Linked DNA regions of Xenopus laevis: region 2 is linked to region 1. A link is a contact called in public Hi-C data. All regions are on one chromosome and are shown on one strand. Each heading gives the region's core, a stretch centred on a gene start, on an enhancer-like site or on the middle of the called end of the contact. The rest is flanking DNA. Distances are from core to core; before and after follow the strand shown. Region 1 holds the start of LOC108699226 (homeobox protein Meis2). Region 2 overlaps LOC108699226 (homeobox protein Meis2).

The links. A called contact is a pair of places that touch in the nucleus more often than the background predicts.
Region 2: a contact with region 1 is called in a Hi-C map of the XTC cell line, with 4 times the contacts expected there. The contact joins the enhancer-like site here to the promoter of LOC108699226 in region 1. A contact is called at or near these places in 2 of 4 Hi-C or Micro-C datasets (the XTC cell line and animal cap).

Annotation. Positions count from the first base shown.
Region 1 is chr8L:103,503,374-103,507,185 of Xenopus_laevis_v10.1, reverse strand. LOC108699226 (homeobox protein Meis2) reads right to left here and starts at 2,127. Exons shown (of 13, transcript XM_018231176.2): 1 at 1,111-2,127; 2 at 81-310. The coding sequence starts at 1,122.
Region 2 is chr8L:103,597,693-103,601,504 of Xenopus_laevis_v10.1, reverse strand. The region is part of intron 9 of LOC108699226 (homeobox protein Meis2); the gene reads right to left. Among protein-coding and RNA genes, the nearest start is that of LOC108699226, 95 kb to the right of the region's middle. Within about 2 kb of position 2,149, at least 1 of the 7 cell types and tissues checked has an H3K27ac peak or open chromatin away from gene starts, as enhancers often do.

The sequences.
Region 1 (3,812 bases), core at 878-3,377:
CGCTGCAAGTATGAACTCTCCCCTTCTGGCCCCCGCAATTGACTGTAAGCCTGTGTGCCTAGCTGGGTGCCAGTACCTACCCGTAAATGGCATCTTTGTCCCGCTTTAGGGCATCATTCACAGCAGATCCCATGCTTGTGGGCATAACATTTGGGTGGGGGGCATGTGTTCCATAGTGCTGGCTGGCATGGAGGGGGGGTCCGTGGTTTAAATGGTGTACCGGTGGGATAGGGCGAGGGGCATGGGGGTCGCCGTACATTGACGTTGGCACCCCCACTCCGTCCATGCCATAGTGCGGTAACTCATCGTACTGCCAGAAAAAGAAAAGATGAATTTAGGGGAAATACAGAACATTTGCCAAGGATACAGTAACAGAAAAGGAGGAAGAGTTATTGCTAGGAGAGACAAGGCCCGAGGAGACAGGCGAAATAGAGGGATTAAATAAACAGTAAAATAAGTGCCAGCAAAAATATCAGCTGGATGGAAAATAAAATATAATATTAAGTCATCTAAATGTGCAAATTAAAAAAAAATCCAAAGATGTAAAAATATGTAGAGAAAGGGAGAAAGAGACAGAAAGGAAAATGGAAAATAAATAAAACTGTAGTTCCATGGGGTAAGGAAGTTACCAGGAACATTGAGGCGTGTGTAAGGTCTTTACAGCTCATCCAAAAAAAATCACTCTTCCCGAGAAAATAGTTGTAATAATAATAATAATATCAATAATAAGTTATTAGGATCTACAATTCTCCGATAAAATGTAGAAAAAATAAAAAAATTTATATTTGGAAGAAAATGTGTTAGAAGAGAAGAGTGTAGGAAGCGAAGCAAGAGCAAGAGACTGGGCTGAATGCTGGGGAAGGGGAGAATGAGAGAGTGTGTGTGAGTGAGAGAGAGAAAGAGAGAGAGAGAGAGAAGCAGAGAGAGAGAGAGAGAGAGAGAGAGAAGTGGTGAGAGAGAGAGAGAGGAGATACCTAAACACTAATCACTCATATTCACTCTTTATTAAACACACAGTGATCCCTAAATCTCCCTTGCACCCCCTTCCCACCCCCAGGTCATACAGCAGCCCCAGAGCACAAGGATATAGCTGGGGGCAATTAAACCTACCCTTTGCGCCATCAATAAACAGCTGTCCGGCAGCCCTAGGGTATCTCCTCGGCCCCTGCTCCCAGAATAAAGCCTCGCCAGTCCCAGCAATGGGGGGCTAGGGGGTGTAAGAACCAAAATATTTCTTGTTCCTGCTGCAATCCAACAAAGATTCTTTAGCCGGCTCCGAGAAGATAAAAAAAAATGCTATCAAATAATCATGTTAATTCAGAAGCCAATGCGCGGGGGTGGGGTAAAGGCTCCTGGTTGTCCTTGTTTGTGTTTAGTTTTTTCTTCCTTTTTTTTTGTTTTTGTTTTTTTTTTTTAATCAAATGATCAGTAGGAAATAAAGTGTCCAAAAATTCCAAGTTGGGGGGTCAGTGGCGGCCCTGGAGGAGAGAGCCACACGTACCCAGAGTGAGGACTGTCATGGCTCTCCGCCACTTCAGATGTCAATCAGAGGCAGAGCATGTCAGCGCGTTGAATGAGGGATGGTGGCAGGAGAGGAGGAGGAAGATGATGGTGATATTGATGAAGATACGATTGAGCAGCAAATCTTCCAACCCCTCTCTCTCTCTCTCTTTCCTTACGCGTCTCCCCTGCTGCTCCTATCTCCTGTAAACTCCTCTTGACAGCTCCCTACAGATCTCTGTCTCTTTTATTTTTATTTTTTCCCCCAGTGACACGCGGAAAAAAAAAATTCTAGATCCAAATGATGAAGAGAAACCAATTTAGTAAAAAAAAAAAAAAAAAAAAGCACAAATAAATATATAAAAAAAAACTGGTTACAAAAGGCAATGAGAGCAAAAGAGCAAAAGTGCTTCCGCGTGCAGAGAATGTGGAGCTGAGTTGGGAGGATGAGGTGGGGAATTTCAGCCTGTCTCTGGCAGATGACTGACTGCTGGCAGGTTGGCTGCTGCTGCCTTATACAAGAGACTCAGTTTGTTGAGCTGATCGGCGGGAGAATGAAAATGACGGGACCCGGAAGTAGAGGGAGCCAGTCGTACGGCACAGACACATGGAGGGAGGCAGAGACTAAAGAGGCAATGCGAGGGGCGGCGTGCAATCAGCAAAGCTCCTGCTAGACGGGCAGGGCCAGGAGGCAGGCAATGGGAGGCTACATCCACAGCATTCTCTCTCACAACTCATCCTCTCCCTCTCCATCCCACACAACCACAAAGTAACACACACACACCACCTTCCCATCAGCTCGCCAGCGATTTCTTCACGATTTTAGCTTATTCTCTGGAACCAGGGGGACACGGGGGACAGTCACAGCAGGTTATTGAGCTCTGTCATGTGACGTGGAGAAAATTCAACTCACAGCCATGGCCCTGGGATCAGAGAGGGGCAATTAGATAAAAACACAATATTTCACTTGACGTGTCATCATTTATGCAAAGAAGAACTGGGGAATGTAGTACAAGAGCAGGGTTGAAGCTCTGATTTATATTAAACCTCTTCCCCCAATACACAATTACTCAGACATTTCTCCAACTTGCTGAGATCATAAGTATAGAATTGATAAATGTGCCCTACCTGTTGCCCTCCAGCTGGCCCTTAAACTACTGGCTAATTATTAAAAACAATTCTGAACTACAACTTCTAGCATTATTATTATATATATGAGCAAGTAGCATAGAGCAAGTAGCATAGAGCAAGTAGTATAGAGCAAGTAGTATAGAGCAAGTAGTATAGGGCAAGTAGTATAGGGCAAGTAGTATAGGGCAAGTAGTATAGAGCAAGTAGTATAGGGCAAGTAGTATAGAGCAAGTGGTATAGAGCAAGTAGTATAGGGCAAGTAGTATAGAGCAAGTAGTATAGAGCAAGTAGTATAGGGCAAGTAGTATAGAGCAAGTGGTATAGGGCAAGTAGTAAAGAGCAAGTAGTATAGAGTAAGTAGCATAGAGCAAGTAGTATAGGGCAAGTAGTATAGGGCAAGTAGTATAGAGCAAGTAGCATAGAGCAAGTAGCATAGAGCAAGTAAACTACCCTTAACTGGCTAATTATTAAAAACAATTCTGAACTACAACTCCCAGCATTGTTATTATTCTACTCTGTAGTACTAAGAGTTTTAAACTTTGATGTGAACAATAGCTGCCGATAATTACGCCTATTACTGGTGTGATTTCTGCTTTGCCAATAGATATTTTGTTTCCAGTGCATCCCTGAAAGCCACAGGCCAATGCCCTCTACAGTCGCCCCCAAAGCAGGGTAAAATAATGCCCCCTGAAATAATCCCCGTTTTAAGGATGAAACGAAACGAGAATTGTTGTGTTGCCAGAGAGGACTCAGTAAGCAGGCAATGAGTTGCAGAGATCTGATGGTTCTTGGGCATTCGGATGGCAGTTGCAGTTGGCAGTTGCTCAGTGGAGATCCTAGCATATAACTGGTTTTGAATAGAGCAATCAGATTGGTACGTGCATGTGGTTCTGGAGACCATTGCAGCAAGTGGAAAAGCTTTGTGTTTGGCATAAATAGCAGGTTAATCGCTCACTACATATTTCCAGGGTTTTTGTATTCACGAAGATGGTGAAGGGTCTAATATTAATGTTTGGGATATACAGTACTATGAATATACATATGTATATAATAGGCTTACTATACAAGTAACCAGGAAGAAGTGGTGCTCCCTGCTGCAGCCCAGATTAGGAGATAGTGTGGCCCTTTGCTTGGAGTCAGCAGCAGTCAGTGTTGTGTGTAGCATGTGTCTGTACGACTGT
Region 2 (3,812 bases), core at 900-3,399, 94 kb before region 1:
CTTACAGAGACTATAGAGTCGACTTCAGGACTGGGGCCCCCACTCTTCCCATCTAATCCACGCCACCTCCTGCTGACCCAAACTTTAAAACTAGGGGTCACCGAGAGGTCGGTGCCAACTAGGGTTGACCTCCGGTGCCAAATGTGAGCCCCCAGAAATTGCCGTTATTGTGACCTTGCCACAACTTTCCATCACTGATGCATAATAATAATAATAATAATAATAATAAAAAGCATGGCACAAAAAAAAGTCCTTGAAAGGAAGCTAGAAAGTAAGGCTTCATTTGGGCCTAAAGTATGGTGCTTCTCTTGATCACTGAGGAATGTGTGGGCACCAGCTGCTGACAGCAGGAAAATCCATCAGAGGGTCATGGGTGACTATGCAGTCATGTTAAGGGAATCATTCTGCAGTTACCTATACTTTCTACAGCTGTTGCACAGATAAATGCACATTATCTATGGAGAGAATGGTTATCATTAATGCTTAATGAATACTGCACTTAATAGATGTGGATTAAATAAAACAAATAATCAATGAATCCCTGCCAGTGGCCGTGGGTGCACCTGCCTAATGTTCACAATGCTGATATATTGCAGTTTATAATGTGACTGCTGCAGAGATCAAAAAAAATCTCTTTCTATCCACTAAAAGGTTCAAATGCAAAAATAAATGCTTGGAATAGTGAACAAGGCAGCCTGAATCAAAGAAGATTCATGAATAGGAAGAGACCAACTAGTAGTAAAGCAGTAGACTTTCTAAGGCTTCTGTATGTCCTAATAAAGTCTTTTTAACTTTATAAATCCTTGGTCTACTGCTTTACTAGTAGGTGGTCTTTTACTATTCTTGAATTTTCCGCATACTGCAAAAAAACGATTGGGTTTCCCTGGTAAGAGACCACTTTATAACTTATAACCTTCTTTTTCTCTCTTTTCTTTATTTTTGATTTATGATTTTTTGCTCAAAGAACAGAGCCACACACCATATATGTTACTACTATACTACTATATGTTTATTTGTAGCCTGAACCAAGGTCTACACCAAAATGCAACCCCGGCTGCTAAATACAACATTCATCATTTGCCACTGAAGGTGCGGCTACACTCCTAAATCTAATGGCTGTTCAATGATGGCCTGAGCCTAAATTACAAGTCTAGGAGGGTACAAGAGTCACACAAAGACGTGTATAAGGAATGTGGGAATTGGGGTGGGAATGACAGATTTATCAGCTGTTAGACAGTGAAGGGTTAAAGGCGCCCACAGCACTGCATTAACCTGAACCCAAGGGAACTGGCATGCACCATTTCTATTTACCAGTAGGGGTGTGAAGGGAACAGGGTGTGCATACTTTACACACACATGTGTTTGGCATTAGCCACAGAGGGAACTTTCCCTCCACCCCCCTCCCTAAAAGCAGGTAGTAATGGTCCCCTATTTGACAAGGACATGCAGAGCCATAAGTCACTGGGCCGTTAAGGCTGGATTTAATTTAGATGGTAATCCCAGAATGAGTGCCTGCAATTTTTCATGTTACCTTAACTGGTAATTGTTGCCATTAATCCTCCATGTTTCGAGTTAAACAAATAAAAGGTACCAGTATAAAGCAGACCCCCATAGACCTACACCTCCTGTGGATTAAACATGACTATTGCTGCAAGTACACATAGTAAATGCTACTGAAACTATGAATCTATGCCTACCTCCGTGATAACAAATATAGAAACCCGTATTTTCACCCATATGGGCCAGAAGATCTGTTGACATGCGGCACTTACAACTTTTCAATATAAAACCATGCAACAAACAACCCTTAGTCTTCGCGTGTTTTAGTCAGTGCATACAGTTTTTAAATAATTCAGTGTAATGCACCGCTATAGTGACATTTATGATTGGTAGCATAGCCCACCAGTAGAACAGAAGTAGGTTCAAATCCCCAAGTCTAATTTGGGTTATGACTCAATGTTGCTTTAAATCACATGTAATACTTAAAAATATTGATTTTTATTGGCTTAAAATTCACAATACCCATTATATAGCATCCAGAATCAATACTAAGATATCCTTCCTGGACCAGGACCACTGTATACGAGGATACGCAGCAAGCTACTCCCCCAACAAAGACCCTCTGAGGCCTGGAAACCATTAGCAATCCCCCACCCCCAACACACCTCCAACCCAGGACTCCAGGCTGTCTTCAAACAAGTCATTAAATGGAGGGTTGAAGGTTCAAACAAGGGTCATTTCTTTGGATACTACACAGAAATGTTTAGTAAACTGGGAGCCCTCTGTTGATTGCTCTCCATCACCAGAGCGCTCTTGCCTCTAAGCTGGGGTTACAGCAAATGATCATGTATCATATATAATAAATATATAGTGAATAAAGTACCCCCTCTTGTACATGATAAGGCTATTATAAATCACTGAGGAGTTTCATGACCGTTTTTATACAGGTCATGGAACTCCGAGGTAACTTCTAATATCCTCATATTTTGCAACTGTGGTACTCTATTCATTATAATACACAAGTTTCAGTGAGTCATGTGACAGAAATGACATCAAAACTCACCGTTTATAACTGATGACATCAGAACTCACCGTTTATAAGGATATAATTTACAAGATATTCATAGCTTTTGTGTATTATATATATATATATATATACACACACACAGTATATATAACTCTAAGAAACTTCCAATACACATTAATTAAAAAAAAAAGTTTAATAGTTGTATTAATAAACACTGTTGCAATTGAAAGCAGCATTTGTTAATCCCTTTCTAGTTTCAGGTTCTGACTCTTGAACAATGTAGCAGGTCCGCTCTCCTACATAATTTGTGCAGCTTTCAATTTCTTTGGATTTCTACATCCTCCCAAGCCGCTTTCAACAGCACAGTTCCACTGAGTATATCATCAAATGCTTTATCAGTTTCGATTTCACTCTATGCCCAACAAAGCGACTCCTTGAAGAACATTTTTGACTGCTTATTAAGAAGGCTTAGATAAAATCGACATAGTTTCCACCTCTTTAATATAGAGGCTCCAGTATCTTTAGGTTGCATGAAAACTGTTGCTTGAGAGGCGCAGGTAGGATACACATTGTAGGTATTCATGCAGCAGCGCTTATTGATGAATCTGTAGCAGAGGTGGGATTTTTATATTGACCAATCCACTGCAAGGTATCCAGGTATCACTTGTTTTAGGATCTATCAAGGAGCAGGTGGATCTGTTGGTGCCGGTCATACTTTTTAGACTTTTGTGGGCACCTACAAATATCTGCAGCATGGAACCCTAGATATTTATTTTGTTAACTTTTGACCATAATACCCTAAAAATGGTTCATTTCATTTGTGCTCTTGAGTGTCACTGGGATTCACCATAACAACATGTACATAGTATTGTATTGTACTGGAATAGCACATTACATGTGTGTCAGGAAAATGAATATGTTTCTTCAGTTCCTCTTCTCAATTCCATGTGGCAGTTTCATCAAACTGAATATGGTTCAGTATATATGCTAGGGATGTACCAAATGCAACATTTCTGAACTCAGCTGAATAGCAAACCTTGTATAAAAAATTCAGACATGCATCAACAGGTCCTAATTTTCATTCCAATTTAAACATTATCTACCCCCTAAAATTCAATGGGGAATATTTATCATTGAGTAAAGTTAGAGATCACCACAGTCCACTAGTGTGAAATTCCGCCACTCTCCATTCATTTCTATGAGATTTTTAAAAGAGTATTTATTAATGGGTGAAAGTATGCCTTTGAAAATAATATCTATTTTTTTTTCTAATGTGACTAAGATT